Linked DNA regions of Astyanax mexicanus: region 2 is linked to region 1. The links are chromatin contacts, called in public Hi-C maps. All regions are on one chromosome and are shown on one strand. Each heading gives the region's core, a stretch centred on a gene start, on an enhancer-like site or on the middle of the called end of the contact. The rest is flanking DNA. Distances are from core to core; before and after follow the strand shown. Region 1 holds the start of pigu (phosphatidylinositol glycan anchor biosynthesis, class U). Region 2 holds the start of ergic3 (ERGIC and golgi 3).

Region 1 (3,974 bases), core at 1,009-3,508:
TTACATCAGGGACTCCCAATCAGGAAAACATCAACTTTAATTCTGTTTTCTTCTTCTAATTTTACCAAATTTTCACACAGCAGCACAAACCCAACTTTTACATCAACAATAAACAGAATAGTAAATAAAATAACATTGCTGTTCCCGTAAATGAGCTGCTGGAGCTCCTTCACAGCGTCAACCAGCAGCTCAGTTTTACTCTGCTGAGAAGAGTTTGTTGAACACGTCCAGGTAGCTGCACCGTTACAATAGCAATCCACCAAAGACAGAGCTCACCTGATCTACTCTTAAAGAGAATGATGAAGAAGAGACGCTCTGATTGGTTTATTATTTCACGTTACGCCCAAAATTATAATAAACTCACACCCATGATTAATTAAGAGAATTAGTACAGCCTTTTGTGTGTTTCAACTTGAGCAAGGTGTACTTTTCCCGTTGTTACGATAGCAAAGACACACTGACACCACGCCCTACATCAAGCTGCATGGTACACGGTTGGACTATGGATGACTAAAATTGAGCCCATTGTATTCATACCTATACACACAAGCACAGCTAGTATAATATGGAGGATAGAGGAAAAGAGAAGAGTGTGACAGGGATGGGATTTATTTCACTTTCTTGCAGAAGATTTACAATAAATTGAAAATTATACATATTTACTATAAACACAGACAGGGATATAAAGAGAATGAGACGTAATCAATATAAGACTTCAAATACTCACCATAAACACAATCTCTGCATAGTCCACAACAAAATGAAAGAGGTATATGATGAGGGGCGTCTAAAACAAGGGAGAAACACAGACACACACTAATCTCTAATATCTGCAGTAAGCAGTGATTTAATAAATCAGATCACACGTCTCTGAAACTACAGAACTCACTTCATGAAACACGTCTCCTGAGTACGGCGAGACTCCGAGGTCCAGCAGCGCCAGGCCTTCCACCACTGAGGAACACACACACACACACACACACACACTGTTTTAATACTGGAGATCTGCAGAACTCAGTATTCATATTCTTTTACTGTTTAGATCAAACTGATTGACTAGATTTGCTCCTGACCAGCACAGGGTATAATTCCAGTTGTGTGTAAGGGTTTATATTAGATAAGAGTATAATAAAATGCTGTGACATGATAAGAAGAATAAACTAAAATAGAAAATGATCAAAATAATGTGATGCTGTGATTGTATATATATAAAATAAAAATAAGAGAGCACTTTAAAACGATGAGTTTCTTTGATGTTACCAAATTGAAAACCTCTAGAATATAATCAAGAGGAAGATGCACCAGGAGTAAAGCAGCATAAAGTTATCCAAAAGCAGTGTGTAAGACTGGTGGAGGAGAACATGATGCCAAGGTGCATGAAAAAAACTGTGATTAAAAACCATCAGGATTATTCCACCAAATATGAACTTGTTTTCTTTGCATTATTTGAGGTCTGAAAGCTCTGCATCTTTTTTGTTATTTCAGTCATTTCTCATTTTCTGTAAATAAATGCTCTAAATGAGAATATTTTTATTTGTAATTTGGGAGAAATGTTGTCTGTAGTTTATTGAATAAAACAACAATGTTCATTTTACTCAAACATAAACCTATAAATAGCAAAATCAGAGAAACTGATTCAGAAACGGAAGTGCTCTCTTCATTTTTTACAGAGCTTTATGTATGTATAACATTAGATTAGCTAATTTAAAGCTATAGCTATATATATAAACTGTTGTCATTTTATATGTGTTTAAATATGCACTATTCCTATCACTGAATGATAAAACATTGTTTATTAATTGTAATAACACTAGTAGTTAACTGATAGCAGCTAGTTAGCTTAGCCTCGCTCCTGACAGGAGGTGGGGAACCCAGGTCCAGAAAGTAAAAATCCAGCCCCGGGTTTTGTACCCACTGCCAGGTCGCCTCTGCTGCGGGAGCCGCTCAGGCAGTTGGTATAAAACCCTGGGATGGAGTTTTACTTTCTGGACCTGGGTTCTCCACCTCTACTCCTGATCCATTAGAGCTGCATTAGCAACATTAGCTACATCCACAATATCCCCGCACCGCTGCGGCCCCGAGCCCCGCAGCGCCCCGCAGCCCACCTCTCTTCCACGCGCTGAGCGGCGACACGACCTCCACCCGCTCCGAGATCAGCTCCGCCAGGCTGGAGCGGAATAAAACCGCCCGAACCGTCACCGCCAGAACCAGAACAAGCGTTAAGGGAGCGGCCATCTTCACTGAGGAGACGCGCTAGCCGCCCTCACGGCGCGGGGTGCATTGTGGGAGGTGTAGTTTTTAGAGTAGCGGTTTTGCAAAGGCTCCCTGGTTCGGGTGAACCCGTAGGAAACTACAACTCCTAAAAAAACGCTTTTAAAAATCACCCCCCTTACTTCCCGTGACGACGCCGGAGTCGGCTTCTTTATTCGCCAGCTTCTTTAACCGAACTCCCCGTTCCACCTTAAAAATCCCAGCAGTTCCGTTCAGAACGCGCGCAGCAGTTCTAATGTACCCGCAGCGGTTAGAATGGAAAAGCTGCAGAATTTAAGGTGGACTGGAGAGTTCGATTAAGAAGCTGGCGGACAAGAAGCCAACTTCACCCTCGGCTTTTGTCGCGTGGATTCAACCTCCTAAAAAACATTAATCACCGCGATAAAATAATCATTTAGCGATCTTTATGTCTTCACTGAAATTAAAGCTCAACCGAAACCGATTAGGAGGTGAGCGCGCTTTTTTACACCACCAAAAACTGATGTTAGCCTAGTATTGATTTTAGTCTGCTAGGAGTGATTCTTACCGTAAACAGCGCCGCGTTTTATCCCGAGATAATTAAACAGGAGGATCAGCGGCCTAATTCGTATAAGATACAGAGTATTAAATCATTTTATGGCTCAAATTTTGCATGCATTTTTATTTTAATACTGATTTTAGGCTTTATTTCCAGTTTTTAGTGCAGAATGATAAAAACAGAGCTGCTGTTTTCTATTAGGCCACAGGAGCGCCTGTGTGTTTATATATAAAAACAGACTGATAATAAAAGAGCAGAGGCTGCTGGGAGTCTGTCTGTCTGTTCTGCTGCTAAAATTATGTATTTTTAGTTAGAATAGTAAAGCAGCTAAGCTCTGTTTTAGAGCTAGAGTTGTGTTTTTGTGATTTTGTGTTTTTAATCTGATTAAAGAGCTGATCTGTTACAAATATGCAGTTTTTAAATTTAATATAAGGGCCAGGGATGAGATATGTGTTCCATATTTAAAAAAATGTCCTATATTATTTAAAAAGTGAGGATAAACAGGCGAATCTCATGCATATATCGCATAGTTGTTTATGGTAATATATAATGTTTCTGATTTAATGAGAATATGGGTAAAATGAGATTTTTAGTTAAGCAGGAGGCTTATTCTGCTTAGATATTAAGTTTTAAATCCTTTTAAAATCCTTTTATGGCTCAAATGTTGCATGATGTAGTGCACTTTTTGTATTGGTGTTTCCATGTTTTTTTAGTAAATGCATGTTTTTTCTTTTTTTTAGTTTACTACATAATTTTTTCACACAAACCTTACAATGTATCACAATTTTTGTTGAATGCACCTTTTTTACATTGACTCCCATTGAAAGTGATGAAGGTTTCATTTCTGTCCTGTAAAATTGCTGTATTGTAGATACAAGATAAAACCCACTGCTGAGCAAAAAGAACATTGTTCTGTTACATCTGGTGTAAAAGTAACCTTTCAGAAAAAGAGCATCATACTACAGTAAAACATGGGGGTGGTAGTGTGATGATCTGGAGCTGCTTTGCTGTGTCAGGACCTGGGAGACTTGCTGTGATAAATGGAACCTGAATAAGAATCTCCGTCCATCTGTTCTTGACCTCAAGCTGAAGTGAACTTGGGTTCTGCAGCAGGACAATGACCCAAAACTCTCCAGCAGGTTCAGCTCTGATTGGCTGAGGCAAAACCGAGTGAAGACTTTGGAGT
Region 2 (3,974 bases), core at 558-3,057, 140 kb before region 1:
GGCAGTGGCTGAACTCCGTGGGGCATTAGCTGAACCCCGCGGCGGGGGCAGTGGCTGATGGCCGCGTGGCATTAGCTGAACCCCCGGGGTATTAGGTGAACCCCGCGGCGGGGGCAGTGGCTGATGGCCGCGTGGCATTAGCTGAACCCCCGGGGTATTAGGTGAACCCCGCGGCGGGGGCAGTGGCTGATGGCCGCGTGGCATTAGCTGAACCCCCGGGGTATTAGGTGAACCCCGCGGCGGGGGTAGCAACAGGACAGGGATAGTTTAAGTATTTACTGCTGCTGCTAAAATACGTGCCACAAAACATAGTTTAGTGTCCATAACTCCACTCTCTCATCGTAACGCAGCTTGACTGACAAGGAGGGTCCGCATCAAGCACTTCCTGTGTGTTAGACCCTCCCTTTCCGTCAGAAATCGCAGTTTGTAAAAGTGTTTCAGCGTTTGTAAAAGTGTTTCAGCGTTTGTAAAAGTGTTTCAGCGTTTGTAAAAGTGTTTTAGCGTTTGTAAAAGTGTTTCAGCGTTTGTAAAAGTGTTTCAGCGTTTGTAAAAGTGTTTCAGCGTTTGTAAAAGTGTTTCAGCGTTTGTAAAAGTGTTTTAGCGTTTGTAAAAGTGTTTCAGTGTTTGTAAAAGTGTTTCAGTGTTTGTAAAAGTGTTTCAGTATTTGTAAAAGTGTTTTGCGTCTTGTAAATTTGTTTTAAGTTTTGTAAATGTGTTTTAGTTTTTGTAATTTTGTTTTCTGACATGTTAATTTGTTTTGCACTTCAGGGCCACCGTAGGATCTGCATTACTGAGCCTGAAATATAGAAAATTATTAACAGTGTAAATATCATTCAACCTGTTTTATCCAGCTACATAACATACACAATCTGCCATAACCTTAAACAGTAATTGATCTACAGATCTACAGTAACTGATCTACAGATCTACAGTAACTGATCTACAGTAACTGATCTACAGATTTACAGTAACTGATCTACAGATCTACAGTAACTGATCTACAGTAACTGATCTACAGTAACTGATCTACAGATTTACAGTAACTGATCTACAGTAACTGATCTACAGTAACTGATCTACAGATCTACAGTAACTGATCTACAGTAACTGATCTACAGTAACTGATCTACAGATCTACAGTAACTGATCTACAGTAACTGATCTACAGATTTACAGTAACGGATCTACAGTAAATGCTCTACAGATCTACAGTAACTGATCTACAGTAACTGATCTACAGATCTACAGTAACTGATCTACAGTAACAGATCTACAGTAACTGATCTACATATCTACAGTAACTAATCTACAGTAACTGATCTACAGTAACTGATCTACATATCTACAGTAACAGATCTACAGTAACTGATCTACAGATCTACAGTAACTGATCTACAGTAACTGATCTACAGTAACTGATCTACAGTAACTGATCTACATATCTACAGTAACAGATCTACAGTAACTGATCTACAGATCTACAGTAACTGATCTACAGTAAATGCTCTACAGATCTACAGTAACTGATCTACAGTAACTGATCTACAGTAACTGATCTACAGATCTACAGTAACTAATCTACAGATCTACAGTAACTGATCTACAGTAAATGCTCTACAGATCTACAGTAACTGATCTACAGCTCTACAGTAACTGATCTACAGTAACTGATCTACAGTAACAGATCTACAGTAACTGATCTACAGATCTACAGTAACTGATCCACAATAACTGATCTACAGCAGATCCTCAGACAGTAAATCCCGTGTTGTGTAGATCTATAGTAACCGACGCGGTGTGATCTGATTGGCAGAGAGAGTGCGGTGTATCCGGTGCGGAGCGGAAGTGAACCGGATCGCAGAGGGAAAGATGGAGGCGCTGAATAAACTGAAGCAGTTTGACGCTTATCCCAAAACTCTGGAGGACTTCAGGATCAAAACCTGCGGCGGAGCGACCGGTGAGTTCCTGCCCCGCCCAGACCGAACCGAACCCCGGCGGGAAGCGGCGGGTCACCGCGCTACACTCACCCTGCTGTAGGAACTATCCTGTCCACCTTAAATCTCCCCGCTGCTACAGCAGTGTCGCCTGATGCGCTGGAATAGAACAGCCGCGACATTTAAGGTGGAACTCACAGTTCCTACAAACACTGAACTCAACACTGCATTTTACTGAAGATTTAAATGAAGCTTTAAAGTGAAACAGCATTTTAACCCTGTGTGGCTGTTTTCTTATGTTTAATATATATGTAATTATAAGATTATTATATGTACCTTCATTATTTTGTTATTATTGTACTGTTTCGTTATTTTGTATGTGGCTATTTTGTTTACTTTCACTTATTAAAACACTGTTATGAATTGTTGCCTCTACTAAACATTATGCAGCTACAAAACGAAGCGAGCATGATAAATCAGTGGTTCTTATTTTATTCATGTAAAAACTGGATCTAAATAGTAGGCTAAAATATATATTTTCTAAACAAATACAAAGATCATGCTATAGGGGGTTAAACTGAGCTCAGGTGCTGCTGTCCAGCGATCAATTTAATAATGAAGTTAATAATAGAACAGAATAGTATTCTGCTGTGCTAAACTAAGAGAATTCGTATTAAACCCTGAAGACTAACTTTTTCCCTGTTTTCAGTTACGATCATCAGCGGACTGATCATGCTGATCCTGTTTTTCTCAGAGTTACAGTATTATCTTACCAAGGAGGTGAGTGTGCTTTAAATTAACATAAAATAAATAATCACTGTAATTTAAATACTAATCTTATTATTAATATTAATTTTAAGAAACACAATACAGGAAGATGATAAATGCTGCACTGAACAACTAGATTTATACACAGAGCCCCTTTCCTCCCCTATACTCTCACCACACTTAACCCCCCGACCCCACTCCTTCTTATCCGTAATCATAGTAAAAACATTTATCAGTTCTAGTACTACTACCAATACCACTAATACTACTCTTAATAATAATAATTATGCTAATATTAGTACTATATCAATTTTACATTACAATTACTTTTGTTATCACTACTTCTACTACTAATTACAGTAATAGCAGTTTTAGTACCAGATTCTGCAACTACTGATAATCATTTTGTAGCACAATTAAAACATACATACAGTTTAATATAAAAACAATCTGATAAAACATAACAGTTCGAGTAGAAATGTTATACATTGTTTTCCTGTAATAGAACTAATTAATCAGTGTTGCTGATTTGTTTATACAGGCTGATGTTCTCCTGCTGTGCTCGAGGCCTGCAGAACCTTCATTGTGTCATTCTGTTTTAATGACAATTCATTAAAAATTAGGACATTTATTGTCTCTGGTTTCAGGTCCACCCTGAACTGTTTGTGGACACTTCGAGAGGAGACAAGCTGAAGATCAACATTGATGTTGTGTTTCCTCACATGCCGTGTGCCTGTGAGTAACTCTCCTGATCCCCATGTTCTGTACAAAACTGCGAGGGATTATTATTGTTTTTCATCATGTTAAAGATTAAATGTTACTGATAAATGATAAACCATGTTTAAATCATGACTGTGATTACCCAGTTTATAAAACCCAGTTCAGTAAAAATCCAAAGCTTTTACCATCACTTACTAAAATTAATATTTCCATCATAGTCTGGAGTTCTGCACCGGATCACAATATGCTCAAATATCTCAATATTACCTCATATATAACCGTAATACACTCTAATTAACAAAACCTGCAGTACAACACAGTGAAGTAACGTTACGACTAGATTATATGACATATAAAATGTAATATAGTATAAATATAATATAAATAATATATATTTTTTTTAACCAGTCCATCAATAAGCTCTTCAGCTCGGACTTTTTATTTACTCTTTATTCTCCGGAAGAATTCTCTTTTGAAGCTGCAATTCTATTTCTTGAAAAATTATGAATAATTGATTAAGTCCTGCCTATAGTCCCTTTAAATCTTGTAAAC

The links. Hi-C and Micro-C count contacts between places; a contact is called where the count stands out from the background.
Region 2: a contact with region 1 is called in a Hi-C map of muscle, with 2.7 times the contacts expected there. The contact joins the promoter of ergic3 here to the promoter of pigu in region 1. A contact is called at or near these places in 2 of 3 Hi-C or Micro-C datasets (blood and muscle).

What each region holds. Positions count from the first base shown.
Region 1 is chr5:58,076,127-58,080,100 of AstMex3_surface, reverse strand. It overlaps pigu (phosphatidylinositol glycan anchor biosynthesis, class U), which reads right to left and starts at 2,258. Exons shown (of 12, transcript XM_022675289.2): 1 at 2,106-2,258; 2 at 890-954; 3 at 728-787. The coding sequence starts at 2,235. It overlaps si:dkey-6e2.2, which reads left to right and starts at 2,493. Exons shown (of 4, transcript XM_007258495.4): 1 at 2,493-2,720. The coding sequence starts at 2,678. All of the region lies in intron 1 of LOC125802290 (a long non-coding RNA gene), which reads right to left.
Region 2 is chr5:58,219,949-58,223,922 of AstMex3_surface, reverse strand. It overlaps ergic3 (ERGIC and golgi 3), which reads left to right and starts at 1,807. Exons shown (of 13, transcript XM_007258500.4): 1 at 1,807-1,957; 2 at 2,644-2,714; 3 at 3,350-3,437. The coding sequence starts at 1,870.